Regions from separate parts of the Mus musculus genome. Here region 1 is linked to region 2. A link is a contact called in public promoter capture Hi-C data. All regions are on one chromosome and are shown on one strand. The core of a region is the stretch at or near the end of the contact, and the rest is flanking DNA. Distances in the headings are between cores, read along the strand shown.

Region 1 (7,358 bases), core at 2,372-4,871, 5.4 Mb after region 2:
GAAAGTACAAGCAGACCCTTAGTTTCTGTCAATCAACAGGCTAAGAATGATATCAGATAACATCCGAGGCCTAGAGCTGAGGTTCCTTGGCTCTTCAGTTATCTTCCCGCACGATGTTTCCACCAATGTTTTTGGAAAGTGCCTCGATTTACGATTTACTTTGTTCAGTTAACACACAACTTCACAAAACTGTTAACTACATTGGGACATGGGAATTAAGATAACCAGTGTTCCCGGGCAATGGCCACTCATATTTGGCTCCAGAGTGAACTCTTCTACCCTTGGAGGTCAGTGCTGTGTTTCCTGGAAGGTTTGTCTGAAGGAAAGTCACGGTTAAGGCTTAGTATACCATGTATGTTAGACTCGTGTCCATTCTGAGTGAGAATACTAAAGTTCTGAAACTCTTAGTTCCAAGTAGCAAAACGGGACAAGAGGAAGAAACTGTTCAGTCCGTGCTACACCCCCTGTCCCCCCATACGTTCCTTTGTTGTCAATCTTTGCTTGTCCTCTTTTGAGTCGGAGTTGAGAAGATGAAGTTACAACTGTTCCTGTCACCATGGTCCAGTTAGAATAAAATCTGTCTTACCATTTTAAGCAAGTTCCATGAATAATTCTTTTTTTTTTCCAAAAGATTTATTTATTTGTTATTTATGTGAGTATGCTGTAGCTGTCCTCAGACACACCAGAAGAAGGCATCAGATCCCATTACAGATGGTTGTGAGCTACCATGTGGTTGCTGGGAATTGAACTCATGACCTCTGGAAGAACAGTCAGTGCTCTTAACTGCTGAGCCATCTCTCCAGCCCTTCCTGAATAACTATTAAGAGTCTCCTTTCTTTATTACTCTTTCATTCCTCTTGGTTCACTGCAATAGTCAGATAAGGACATTTGACTAAAGGCAAATACATTTGACACTAAATTCTAGTCACTCTGTTTACAAGTATGCCTTTTAAAAAATTTAACTATTTTGCAGGTATTCCTAAAATAATGAAATAGAACTAAGAGAATTATAATTAAGGCTGGAGAGATGGTTCAACCATTAAAGGCTAGTCTCACAACCAAAAATAATCAATCTGATTATTATCTTAAGGAAGCCCTAACTTTAGGAATAATTGTGAATTCTTTAAATAAAAGAAACATTTTAATGAGAATACAATATAGATCAAACAACAGAGCATGTGTAGATTAAACATTATTTGTACAAAGTTCTTGTCTACAAATACTAACTTGATAATGATACATCAAAAGCAGTTACTTTTTTATTATACTTAAAATTATTCTAACCATTTACAGTTACCATTATTTTAAACAACTGAGTTAAATACTGTAATTATGTAGACTTCACTGCATTGGTATTTAAGAAACAATTTTCTTCCTAGTTGTAAAAAATTTATTATGCTCATTTTTAAAATTTTATTTTTGTTTTCACTTTTGGATTTGGAAAAGAATATTAAGTTATGCCATTATAACCGAGAGCCATATATTTAAGCTACATATTAAAAATGTTTAGTTAAGGCCAAATTATATCTTCCTTTCAATTTTTGGCTTGGTTATTAATACTTAAACACTACTATTTCTCCTTTTAACTTTTTAGTTTCATCTTCCTTTCTTTGTCACTACATTTATACCAAGTAATCCTTATCTTTTATTGCCAGGATTTAAGATCCAAGCTCATTTCAGTTTTGTTATTAAAAATGTTCAAATTTAGCCAGGCATGGTATTTCACACCTTTAGTCACAGGCTGGGGAGGCAGAGGCAGGTGGATCTCTCAGTTTGAGGCTCAGCCTGGTTTGCATAGTGAGTTCCATGCCATTTAAGAGAGACACACTGAGACTATTCCAATCAAATAAAAATGTTCAAATTTAAGGACATAAAAAACAAAATTTGCTTTTAAAAACAAAAAGGAATCAAAGCTATATAAAAACCACAGAGGAACTTCAATAAGCTTCCAAGGGTGTCCCACAATGACAACTGAACAGCAGAGGCCCCCAGGTAGGAACAATACAAGACAAAGCGGGACGTGTGCTGATCCCACGTGCTTGGCAACGTCAAAAATCAGCACTAGGAATCTAGTGCGTGGGCAGAATATCAAATGATGTAAGTAAAATTGAAGGGAAAATTATAGTAAAACAGGCCAGTAAATGACATTTTCATGGGCAAAACAATGCAGACATTGAATGATGACTAAATTCAAAAAGTATTTTCTTGTGTTGAGTGGGAGAGGGCTATTAGAAGTATGAGTAATATTTGCAAAATCTATAACAAAAAAAAGCATTTAAAAATTATATGGCCGTCTGAGTACTTCAGTTCAAAGGCCACTCAGCATTCTTTAGAACAGGGAATAAAAGAACCTGCAAAGTAGTAACTTATAGCCGCCCTAAAAGCATGTACAGGCTCCCTAACTGAAAGTTATCTATCATCTTCCCACTGTGAAATTTTAAGTGCACGATGTGATTCTAAGCACGAGCACATAAGCAATAGAAATGCAGGATTTTATGGTTTCCTGCTGTAGAACAAAAAGCAACAGTCTGAAGAAAATTTTTTAAAAGTTCATGATGCGTCTCTATTTTCCGTAGGCCTCTAAATCTGCAATTGCCTCGTTTATTAAAGACTCAGAAGTGAAAAGAAGGCTCAGAAATGATCTTAGCCACCACTTACACCTTAACCCATCTTACATGCTAATTTTTTTTCTCCATGCTAATTTTTAAGCAACAGTGTCAGATATGCTTAACTGTACACACGTTCTTGAACTCTTAAATGGTTTTCCAGATAGCCACTGAGGGAGTACACTCCTGTGCCCCTACTTGGCCTGCTCTTTGAGAATGCAGGTAAAGAACTCCCACCCTCCCTCTCCCTTCTCCCTCGGCAACGCGAAACAGGCTAGGCACGCTCACGTGACGCTAATGACGTCAGCCCCCTCTGGGTCGCGTGACCCACAGCCAACCTTCCTACCGCCCCACCCCCTCGCCACTGGCGTGGGACATCTCGCGAGAAGCCTTCTTACTATCAGAACTTGCTGAGGTTACAGGGGAGTTACTCTGGAGAGGAAGGAAGGTGTGGCAGAGTGGTGCACTTTTGGGTTTCATTATGTTAGAGTTTATGATCAAGCAAATGCTTATGGGGATCGCCCTAGTCGGGAAAAGGGGAGAGAAGGGCGAAGACGTGACAGTAAAAACTGAAGCGAAACGTGGTGCCCTGACCATCTTTGCCCCTAGCTAAGGGACAGCCGGGCGCAGCAGAGGTGGCCAAGGCTGGCAGCCCCAGGCAGTAGCTGCGAGCCGGGGGACGTTGGACCCGGGTCTGGGAGCAGTAAACGCGAACCGCGCCCAGATGCAAGGGTTGCTTCCCTCTCTCGGCTTCCCCGGCCTCGCGGCCATCCCGCCCGGGTAGAGGCATCCGGGTTGTGGGAGCTTCGAGTGGTCTCTCATCTTTCCGCCCTTCGTGGGTCACTGCGACATCTCAGTCCCGTCCCCTTAAGCGCGCTCCCTGCTGCTCCGCGCATCTCCCTTCGGTCTCCCTAGACGGCTGCGGGAGAGCAGCCCGAAGGGACGCGGCTGGAGTCGCTAGAGGGAGGTGTGGGGCCGCCGAGGAGGGGGCTTCGCTGGGCGGGGAGAGGAGGGAGGAGGCGCCGGGGAGGAGCCGCGGCTGCCAGCTTCGCCCGAGCCGAGCGAGCGCACTCTGTCGCCCCGCGGGTTCCCAGCCTTGCGGCCCCGTGGAGAGGAGGGAGCGCGGGCCACCAGCGCCTCCTCTGCCCGCTGGAACGACCGGCTGGGTGTTCACTCGGCCGCTGCCGCCCGCCACTCCGGGCGCTGCGTTGAGCTCTCCGTGCGGCCTCGGTGACCGCGGCAACCCCTCCTGACACCTCTCCCCCGCCCCTTCGGGAGCCCTCGGCCCGGCCACCGCGGCGGGAGGAGGAGAGGACAAGGGATCGCGGAGCGGGCTGGTCTGGCCACCTCGCCCCGCGCGCCCCGCCCCTGCGCGCACTCCCTCGCCGGCGAGCTACTTTCGGACACGGAAAGTGAGGGCGGCCCCGGGTGACAGCGCGGCGGCGCCAGTCCCGGGAAGCCAGGTCTGTTCGCGTGTCGCCCGTCGCACTGTCCAGACCCCGCCATGGCTTCGACCACCACCTGCACCCGGTTCACCGACGAGTATCAGCTCTTTGAGGAGCTCGGAAAGTAAGCGTCCCTGCCTGGCATCTCCTCCTCCCCACGACCCCTCGTCTCCCTCGTGGGGATAGAGAGCCTGCGGGCCGAGGCGGGGAGACGGACCCTGGCTTGGTGCGGGTGGGGCACACAGGGAAGGAAACCTTTGCCCTACTGTGGCGGGTGCTCCGAATTCCCAGCCCATCTTCTCGGGTCCTCCACCTCTCCACGGGGGACTTAGTGAATTTATGATCTCTGCAGTTGTAGCTGTCATCCTGAGAAGTGTGCGCGCACGCGAGTGCGAATGTGTGTGTATGTGTGTTCGGAGAGGAAAGGAGATGCATGTAAAATGCAACATTTATCACATTTTTGGTAAATAGATGTCTCTTGCTCAGCCCGCGCTGTATCTGCGATCTGACCCAGGTTCGGATGAGCTAACGAGAGAACACTCGCTCTCTGAGATGGTGCCATATTTATCGATGCCGAAAGTTCAACTTGGCTTGGTGGAGAGTCTGGTTCGGCATCCAAGTAGTTGTTCCGTTCAGGAAAAGGGCCACCCAACAGAACCCACGTCCCTGCCATGTATCCGCTATCCTTCTTTGCACTAAGATGAGTCGCTCACCATCATTCTAGGATTTAGGTGTACATCGTCTCTGAGAGGATTTATTTATCCAGGCAGAGGAAAGCCCTAGAGCCCGAGAGAGCGTTTCCCCAGGGTAGCCTAGCTTGTGTAAAACGACCTCCTCCACTGAAGTGGCAGGACTTCCTTGAGATGTTAAGGAGGGACAGGGTACCTACTGAAGATCTGCACAGGGGCAACTAGAGACTCAGTCAGGAGGGAGTGTTGGTTTACCGAGCATCAAACCCCAAACCTATCGCTAATTTCCACTATCAGGGAAGGGATGCATTTGTGTGTGTGTGTGTGTGTGTGCTGTAGGTTTCCTTACAGTTGCATAAAAGGAAGTGTGAGCACTTTTAAATCAAATGAAAATGATATCTTTATAGATGATCTGCTGTTGAAACATGGAGTATGTCGGAAGAGCAGCTTAATTTAAATCTCTCCCCTCCCCCCAAGCCCAAACCAGGCAGAGAGAAATCACCTTACCCCAGAACCTGTTAAAGCACACCAGTGAGCTCGAGATTTATGTTTTAATGAAAACAATCGCCATATTTACTTAGTTGGAACCACGTTAATTATGTTTCCTACCGAAATAAACAGTTTTTTTTTTTTTTTCTTCTGTTCCCCAGCTCGGTCCTTTGCAGGGTTTGCTATGAGCATTTGGTGTTTTGTGAGTGTGAATTACAAATTGTTTTCAAATTTCATGTGCAAAAAAGAGTGGTCATAATTGGCATTACCTTCTATTTTGTTGATTAATAATCTGCGTGTTTCCAGTCAATTAAAAACGACTTTCATTCCACAACATTAAAAAAGATCTGGGCTGGCAGGAAAGAATTGTTTATTTTCTAGATAATGCTTTTATTATGTTGCTATTTGACAGACCACTAAAGGTTCATGAAACCGCTCAGATTTGTGAGTTTGCAAGTGGATACTAGATCTGATTATACTGACGACTTGCTAATTATTGGTTTCCAGGGGGGCGTTCTCAGTGGTGAGAAGATGTATGAAAATCCCTACTGGACAAGAGTATGCTGCCAAAATTATCAACACCAAAAAGCTTTCTGCTAGGGGTGGGTATTTTAAACCACATTTATTTATATATGTTAATGTTGTATTTGTTGTGTGAATGGTTGGTGTCTTCTAAGTAGTTATAGCATGTAGTTATAATTGAATTTTGGACTTAGGTATCATATTACATATTACCATTTTTCCTTGCCAAAAGCCTCTTGCTTTGTTTCCTTTGAAAAGTAGGTGAAAAATATAATTGTTATCAGCGAGTTATTAAAATGCTGTCTCCTAAGCAATGGTATAGATAAATATGTTGCAAAGCAAATAAATGTCATGAGGGGCCTTGCTGAAATCTGTTCAGAAGGATCTTGAAATGGAAAAAATGCAAGTCTCATAACTGTCATAATTCCCCTTTCACTTCTGAGACAAAAAAAAAAAATGGGTCATGGTTCAGTTGAATGTATGTTACAGTTGTAGTTACAGCTGAACTTAATACAGCGAGGTATATTTAACTTCAGTGGTTTGGGGAAGTAGGAAGAGATTTTTACTGTAATCTAGGAAGTTAGCTTGGCTTTGATATGTGTAGGCTAGGCCTTTTCTGGGTTTTCTGCATGAAACTTTCCATCAGATCATGCAATATATTTTACACCTTTAGCTTATAGCCACAAAGATACTTCATCCTGAGAGCTCTTGACATAAGTTTAAAAAAAAATAAACAAAAAACAAAAACAACTGGGAGCAGTGTGCCCACATGATGATGATGGTGATGATGGTGATGATGGTGATGGTGATGATGGTGATTAGAATCAAACAAAAGTCCATATACTGAAATGCCGGAGTTACAGTGACTAAGGTGCCTACGGATTTCCAAGGGAATTCATGGTGTGATGAAATGAAGCTGGAATCAAAAAGAACAGAATCCCATAATGCAGCCCCATCTCAGTGACCTGGTTTATTTTAAGTAATGAGAGGAAATTCCATTAGACTTAGTTTTCCTCACTGAATACATCTTTTAAGACATGCCACTTAAAGACGTCTGGGTATCGTTCGTTGCCTTTGTCCTCGGCTCTGACAAATGGATTTTCGGATTCTCCTTTTACGATATACTTTAGGTTTCAGTCTATGTATTCACTCGGATGGAATTCCACGATACTTCCCGTCATCTGATTTGCTCTTGTTCTGAGAAAGAATGCAAACTGACCAGGAACACCATGGTGTCCTGGTGTGAAAACTAATGAGGGACATGCCATGCTAATTACCTCTCCCTTTCGAGCCTCCACTCTATTGGAAGTTTTTATTTTTTTAGAATCACGAGGGATGCAGAAGTATAAGTGCCAGTTTAAGGGAAAGAAGAAGACTGAAAACATTGAGTCGGGTTTTTTTTCTTTCTTCTAGTGATTATGTTATTTCTTCCAGTGTGATATGTCCTTTGGCAATGGTGGGCTATCATTTTTTTTTTGGGGGGGAGGTATTACCACGCCTCTTCCAAGTCCTTTAATAGCTTTAGATTTCTTCTCAGAACAAATGGATTGGGAACTTCACTTTTTCTTAGTGAGAGTCATCACGTTTTATCCATTTTGTCTCATATG
Region 2 (7,633 bases), core at 59-2,558:
TTAAGGAAGTTTCAAAAATATACAAGACAGGTCTAGGCACTTAAGAAGAGAGCAACTCCATTTTTCTAGAAAGTTCACATGGCCTGAAACGTCAAATCACCACAAAGATCTGTAGATGTGTGCATGCAAGAAGGCATAGGAGAAAGGGGTCACTGACTTATCTTATGGAAACCCAAAGCCCTCCTAATCATAGATATAGCTTCCTTAGGTCTAGCACATCTCACACTGTCTTCCTAGAGCTAAGCCAATTTATGGTCAGAAAAGCCATTACAATCGTAGTTACATTGTAACAGTAGAGGGATGGCTCTCACTGACCTCAAAATGTACATGACATATTTGACAGCTCAGCGAGGGTGAGAATAATTTGCATCAGCACATTTTCCCAAAAGGGGGAAATTGGGGGCACTCAGTGGTTAAGAGCACTGACTATTCCCTGGGTTCAGTTCTCAGCACCTTTAAGGCAAGGCTCTCAAACCCTCGGTAACTCCTAGCCCCTGAACGTCCTATTCAGGCCTCCCAGGCACACTCAGCATACAGGTCTATACAGGCATGCAAAACACTCATACATACGCCAAAAAAAAATTTAAAAGTGTGTGAGTGGAGCGTCTGGGTTCCTTAACGGAAGCCAAGACAAGAATGAAATTTTAGCTTTTTAAAACAATTAATAATAACAACAATAGTAATAGCTTTACAGACTATAAACTCTCAGAGGGTCGGTGCCCTGCCTGGGTTAGAAGAGAAGGTCTCCATGCTGCGTCCAGCAGAAGTCTGGAATCGGCTGCCATTTTTCAGCAGCCTGGAAAACGTAAAAATAAAAATATTTTTAAGTAAAACAACAAAAAAAATTAATAATAAAGTCAAAGGCAATTAACTCTGGAGAGTTCAAACCTTAACAAGCATTTCCTGACTGCCTTCCACGTGGCTGACAACCAACTACAGCGTCCTGTTGTCAGGGACGTGATACACAAATGCTTATGGTGGATGCCGACTATTTGGAGGAGCTGGGTTTCACGAGGAGGGCACTGCGCACCGTCTAGTTGCGGGAGAGCACGGGGTAGGGGGGCGGAGAGGGCGAGCTCAGGGGAGGGCACTGCAAGCGCAGGCCAACCCCACCCCCCAGTCCCCTCCTACTCCTGTCCAGGGCCACAAGACACCGGGTCCCCGACTCCCCGCAGTGGCCGCAGGGTGAGAGGCAGGGTATTCACCTGAACAGCTCAACATCTCCCACTCGTTGGGCCCGCAGAAGATCGCGGCCAGCGCCGAGAGCTCCTGCCGCACCTCCTCCACCATATCCGTGCGACCAGAACCCAAAGCCACTTCCGCCGCCTCCCGGAGCAAAGCTCCCCTACGGTCACTGGGGGGCGCCCCGGCCTCACAGCCAGGTCGGCTGCGGATGGCGCCGGGCGGGGGGCGGGGAGATGGGCGTGTTTATGGGCGTGGCATGTGTCCGCCCAGAACCTTCTGAGTTTTGGCCTCTGTGGTTTTCTGGATCAGAGAGAGACCTGTAAAGCCCCAAAGTCCCCTACAAGAACAACCAGGCTGTGAACCCACCGTGCTTCACCAGGCTAGGAGGAAATGGAGAGAGTAAAAAAAACCTAAACAAACAAGAAAAGCCAAACAAGGCGAACGAGCCCTTGTCAGGCTTTTGAACTTTGTGTCCTGAGATCCCACAGTGAGCAAAACACAAATTCCATGTCCTCATGAGGGTCAGTGACCCTCGTGGTCAGGATATTTCAGAAAAGAGAACGATAATGACCTCCAGGATACTGACCTGGTTGGTCACTAGCCTCGGGATTACACACAAGGTCTAGATTCCAGGGCCTCTTTCCAGTCCAAGATGAAGAAGAGGGAAGACTGAGATGAGACTCCTTAGAGATGGGGTCCAAAGCCAAAAACTAGCTTTACAGTGATTTGATTTGAGTTGATTTGATTTGGTTCGGTTTGGTTCGGTTCAGGTGATATTCGATGCATATAACATAATGTGTCTATTACCTCTCTGATCCCTGAAGCTTAATGGTGAAATCACCATCTTTGAATCTTGACCTAAATTTCAAAACACTCGCAGTAACAATAGGATAACAGAATGAGTGATGCATCTGTTTCAACCTCGACTTTAGTAAGCAAAATTAATTTGTGGTAAGTAGTTCTGTCTAGGTGCATTTGACTCCCCCCGCCCCCAAAATAAAAATTTTTAATTCTGCAGCTCCCAAGAGTCCTTTGGCTCACTCGGGGAGGTCTCATGCCACTGGTTTGTATCAGAAATAACATTCTGTGAGTTCATCAAAGAATTTAAGTAGGTCTTCAGTGACTCCTTTCACTGACTTCTACAAGTCAGAATAATTTTAACTGGGCCACGTTACTATCCCAATCATCATTTCTATTGCTAAAAGGGCAATTTGAAAAAAGGAAGAGAAATTGGCTTCCAAGAAGAGAAAGGAAATCTGATGAGATAGACAAGAAAAGCTTTTCCAGGGATGCCCTGAGATTTCAGTGACCCCAGGCAATTAGGAACCGTGCTGTGCAAATAATTAGAAAGATAAAGGTTTATTTAAACACATGATTATCTATAATGTAACCAATTTGTATTAGAAGAAAGAAAAAAAAAATAGTTCCTTTGAGTTATTTCCAAAATAGCAGTTCAAGCAAGTTCAGTGGGTTCATAATTAACTGTTAGAGAGATTTGGGGAAAAGATTACACTTTTTGATTTACAGCACCACTCTGTTATTCAATTTTCAGTTTAAAGTCCAATGTTACTGCTAAAAGTAATGGAAAATATTAATTTGATTATTTGTCATATTTGTTAAATGGTCCACACAATAATTGAATAGCCCTCATCCTGTTTTAATTTTTCAAATTCAATGTGTGATATGAACGAAATAACACGAACAGCGTGATTTCATTGTCAGCAGGATTAGGAGGCGATCACCGGAGCCTACTGTCAGTAAGGGGTCCATGGGAATTGATGTAAAAGTACAGCCATCTATTATCATACTTAAAATTTTCTGGTCAGTGGGTTTCTTCTTTGCTTTCCTTTCTCCGTTGATTCCTTAACCTGCTTTTCATACTTCATTTAGCATGCTTAAATAAAAAGTTCATGTGAATTGTCTTCTAAATTGACACTACCCGGAGACACTGAAATCCCTCGAATACATTTCTTGCACTCTGACATTTAGAAGTAATCATCACAGAGGCAGCGTGATGTCTGCTTGGCATTTCTCACACAACGGAAATAGCAGGTACCTGGCAGATCTCTGAAGCTACGGCACCATAATCATTTTTCTTGTAATAAGATTTCTTCTAGTCAGCGGCTACTGAAATTCTAGATATTTAAATGTGAAGTGGATGTGAACAGTGAGAGTATATTATCCACCTCTATCCCCACCTCCCACAAATACGCACACCAGTGTGTGATTTGCTAAAACAGTGCTACCTCTCCATGCATTTCTCCTAAAGCGCAGTGTACCCAAGACTGGAATAGGAGGGGACTCGTACCCTCTCACCCCCAGTTAAAACCACTAACCCAGGAAGTCAGTGTGGACAGGTAGTTCTTTTAATTTTCCCAGAACAGCTCTACTGACTGTCAAAACCCACTTTCACGAGCAAACAGGACCCAACTTGAAGCCAATTGGGAAAGGTGAAACGTTACTTATCCTGAGAAAAAGCTGAGTGGGCTTAATAAGAAAAATTATGATCTGAGAACATTAAAAATTACTCCCAAAAATGTCTCAGTGGTGGAGTACCTGCCTGGGCTGCTCAAGGTTGCGCTCCAGCCCTTAAAATAATGAAGAAGACACTAAAAGCCAGTTTCCTACACAGAGCTAACTGGGAAAAGCCATGCTGTGTGTGTCTAAAGCGTTCCTGTGCTTGCTCAGGTCTCTACACGTTCTCAGACTCTGTGACAGTTCTTGAGACAGAGATGAAGCAAGAACACACTCCGACCTTCGATCTAGATAAGGAAATACAATCTGCTGTAGTCGAAAACTGTCTCGCCATGTTGTAGGCACAAGAAATGCCACATGTGGTTAACCAAAGTGAAGTTCAAGGTCCTGACATGGTTGGACAGTGGGGATGGTGCCATGCTTTTGCCCAAAACTTGCCCGGAGGAAAAATAATTTTGTAATGTTCAGGAATGTCACAGGCTTCCAAAAGGGTACAAATGGGTGCTATTAATTGATCATAAGTCTTTCTGTTCTGTTACAGAGTCAAAGTTGCAAAATTATCTTTCACCATGATGTCAAAATAGAAACAACTCAATTGCATGAGAATTTGGCCCGGATTTCTGTTTTGGGTCAAGATATGCCAGCACCTCGTCCAGATAATCTATCTGTCTTTGCTCTAGCATATCCATTGCAATCTGCCTGTGCTTGGCTCCTAAATACAAATGCTATCAAAACAGTCCTAGCTTGCTGTGTGGGAAGCTGTCCCCGGGGCAATGTCCACTGACAGTTCAATGCTTATCAATGTTATCCAAACAACTCATCCTTATCATTAGAGTTTTAAGGTCTGTCTAATTAAAATAATACCCAATGATTAATTCTGGTTGCTGCAGCAAATATATTCCTTTTAGTCCTTATATTTTTCTCACAGTCTATGACTAGGAGAGCCAGTTTTTATTATCTGGAGGAGCTATAAATGTGCAAATATGACTGTTTTGGAAAGACAGTGGTTGAAATGGAGGGAGATAAAGGGAGGCCCCAGAGCAGAGTAGCAAAAGTGGGGCCTGGGGTTCTTAAAGGCAAACAAGCAGAAACACTGTAGAAGGGTGAAAGACATTATGAAGGAAAAGGGAAAGAGTAGAGAATGGGAAGTGGTGAGGAAAAAAACCCACAAGGTAGAGAAGAAATTTTAAAAATGACATAAACAGTGACATATCAATGACATAAGCAGTGACAGTCTGAAATTGTACTCAGTCATAGTTTGGGAGCCAGGAGAGGTGGCTGTGTAATGAACAAGTAAGAGACCATAGCTAATGCTCTCTCCTGTGAGGTTTATGTTTTCTGTATTCAAAGTTGATTTCTGAATGTGCTCAATAGATCATTTCTTCTGGGCATATTAGTTTTGAAAGATGACTGATTTAAGAGGACAAGCAGTAAGAAAAGCAGAGGGGAAAAGAAGAAAGCACAGCGCAGGAGGCTCAGGAAGAGGGGGAAGGATGCTAACTCTGAGGTTAAGAGATTCTAACCTCAGGTGCTTACTGGATTTATGGCTTAGGAATGGCTCTGATGGGAAATGCACAGATCCTAAAACTTCCACAGCCTTCACAGCACACATGTGTTCCTCTCTCACATATTCTGGTCTGGAGATGGCGTCTAGACCAGACTTGGGCTCCGTGGCCCTGTTCTAGCTTGATCCTCAGTTTTGTGCAGTTCTTGATGACCTGAGATGTTCCAACCGCCATGTCCTCGTACATCCAGTCCGATGCTGTTGGCTGGATCTCAGTCCATGAATGTCGCAGTTAAAGGAAATATGAACAATACCATGTTTAATCACAGAGACCATGGATTCACCTAGATATTGAAGAATAAATTAAGTATCATCTACTCTTATCATTTCTTTATTATAGAGAAAGGGCAATGCCACGAGGAAGCAACCTGCTGTCCCTGTCACATCAAGTTCAATGCTGGTCATGAGATTAAGTTGTCACGTAATTTTCTGGACCCAGCACTTTTCCTTCCCTTGTCCCCCACCACCCAGATCCCTAGCTTACTGCTCTGCCTTCATTTTCTCACAGCATTCACCACTATCTGAAATCACTCTGTTTATTTGTATCTTGTGGCTTCCCATGCTCTAGTCTCAAGGTCTGTGTCCTCTCTGGGTCCATGACCTGAATGTGATGGTATTTGGGAGGTGACCATGTCATCAGCATACAGCCCTCACAAATGGCATTTATGTCCTTACCAGAGAGATTGAGGGAGCATCTTGCCTTTTCAACCAAATAAGGACAAAGAAAAAAAGCCAACCTGTGAACAACCTGTCTCAGTTGGGGTTTCTATTGCTCTGAAGGGACACCAAGACCAAGGCAACTCTTATAAAGAAAAACATTTCATTGGGGCTGGCTTACAGTTTAAGAGGTTTAATCCACTATTGTCACAGTAGGAAGCATGGTGGCATGCATGCAGACATGATGATAGAGACATAGCTGAGAGTTCTACATCTGGATTGGCAGGAAGCAGTAAGAGAAAGTGACACAGGGCTTGGCTTGAGGATCAGAAATCACAAAGCCTGCCTCCAGTGACACACTTCCTCCCACAAGGCCACACTTCCTAACAATGCCACCCCCTATTGGCCTTTGGATGCCATTTATATTCAAATCACCACAATGAGTAGATAAAATACGGTCTTCCCTGCCCTCTAGGAGTTGGGCTTCTAATCTATCTGGGCCATGAGCCGTCCTGTAATGGAGCAACAAAAGAAAATCCTGCTAGGCGTGTGGAGGTACACTGGAGAGGACCTAGAAAAACCTGTTTTCAACATTATGGTACAGGCTTTTCCATGACAAAGGAAAAGAAGGGAAGAGAGACTGAATGTGAAGTTTTGTGTCTGCCAAGATTCATATCACCAATTCCAAGACATTGGGATCTGGGTGTTAGCCCTCTGCCAGCATTCCTCAACAAGCTTGTGTGGAGAGGCTTCTGATTCGCCAAATATGGCGCCACCGGGTTCTTAGGAAGCTATAGTCTGTGACACAAGCTCCTTGGTGATTGGTGATTGCAGTGTAGCATGAGAGCAAGGACTTGAAAGCCAACACATTTGATCAGCAGCAGGAAACCACAGGACTAGAGGAGCTTCCCTGCCTGCTTCTCAAGAGTTTCTCAGGAGCCATGTATTTTCCAGGGACCGTGTCTCCCAGGGACCGTGTGTTTCCGAGGGACCATGTTTCCCAGGGACCATGTGTCTCCCAGGGACCGTGTGTTTCGCAGGGACCATGTTTCCCAGGGACCATGTGTCTCCCAGGGACTGTGTGTTTCCCAGCAGTGGAACAAAGATGTAATTGTTTTGTTGTTCTATTTTGTTTTTATTTTTAAATCACAATCTGAATCAAAATAATAGTTCTTTAGTGGAAATGTTTCTGTCTTTTGCTGTTGGCTTTCACTTGTTTATGTTGTTCTCCTTTTAGTGGGAAGAAGTCAAGAATAAAAAAGGAAAGAAAGAAAACCTCCCTTCATACATTCTTTCTTATCGCCTACTAACATCTAACATTGCGTCTGCTCCCTCTCCCTCTGCTTCTGCCTTGATGAGACAGATTTTTCTTAATTCTGACCAAAGATGGCTCAGCTGGTGAACAAATTTTCTGCACAGTCTTAGTGACCTGGGTGTAGTCCAAAGGTTGTGCTCTAATCTCCATTTGTACATACATAATAATAACAAATTACACACACACACACACACACACACACACACACACATATGTGTTCATTTTATGTATATGATGATTTTTGCTTACAGGTGTGTACGTGTACCACTGCCATGCCTGGTATCTGACAAGGCCAGAAAATGGTGTCAGATCTCCCAGGAGACAGCGTTAGGTTTCCTGGAATTGGAGTTACAGATGGTTGTGAGCTTTCATGTGGGTGGTAAGAATAGAACCTTGGTTCTCTGCAAGAGCAGCAAGTGTTCTTAACCACTGAGCCA

Evidence for each region. Promoter capture Hi-C pulls out the DNA fragments that hold promoters and counts their contacts.
Region 1: a promoter capture Hi-C map of pre-B cells shows a contact between it and region 2, with 4 times the contacts expected there. The contact joins the promoter of Camk2d here to the promoter of Rwdd3 in region 2. A contact is called at or near these places in 1 of 39 promoter capture datasets (pre-B cells) and 1 of 484 Hi-C or Micro-C datasets (B cells).

Annotation. Positions count from the first base shown.
Region 1 is chr3:126,593,330-126,600,687 of GRCm38.p6, forward strand. It overlaps Camk2d (calcium/calmodulin-dependent protein kinase II, delta), which reads left to right and starts at 3,622. Exons shown (of 21, transcript NM_001346635.1): 1 at 3,622-4,175; 2 at 5,737-5,831. The coding sequence starts at 4,111.
Region 2 is chr3:121,170,387-121,178,019 of GRCm38.p6, forward strand. It overlaps Rwdd3 (RWD domain containing 3), which reads right to left and starts at 1,309. Exons shown (of 5, transcript NM_028456.3): 1 at 1,206-1,309. The coding sequence starts at 1,290.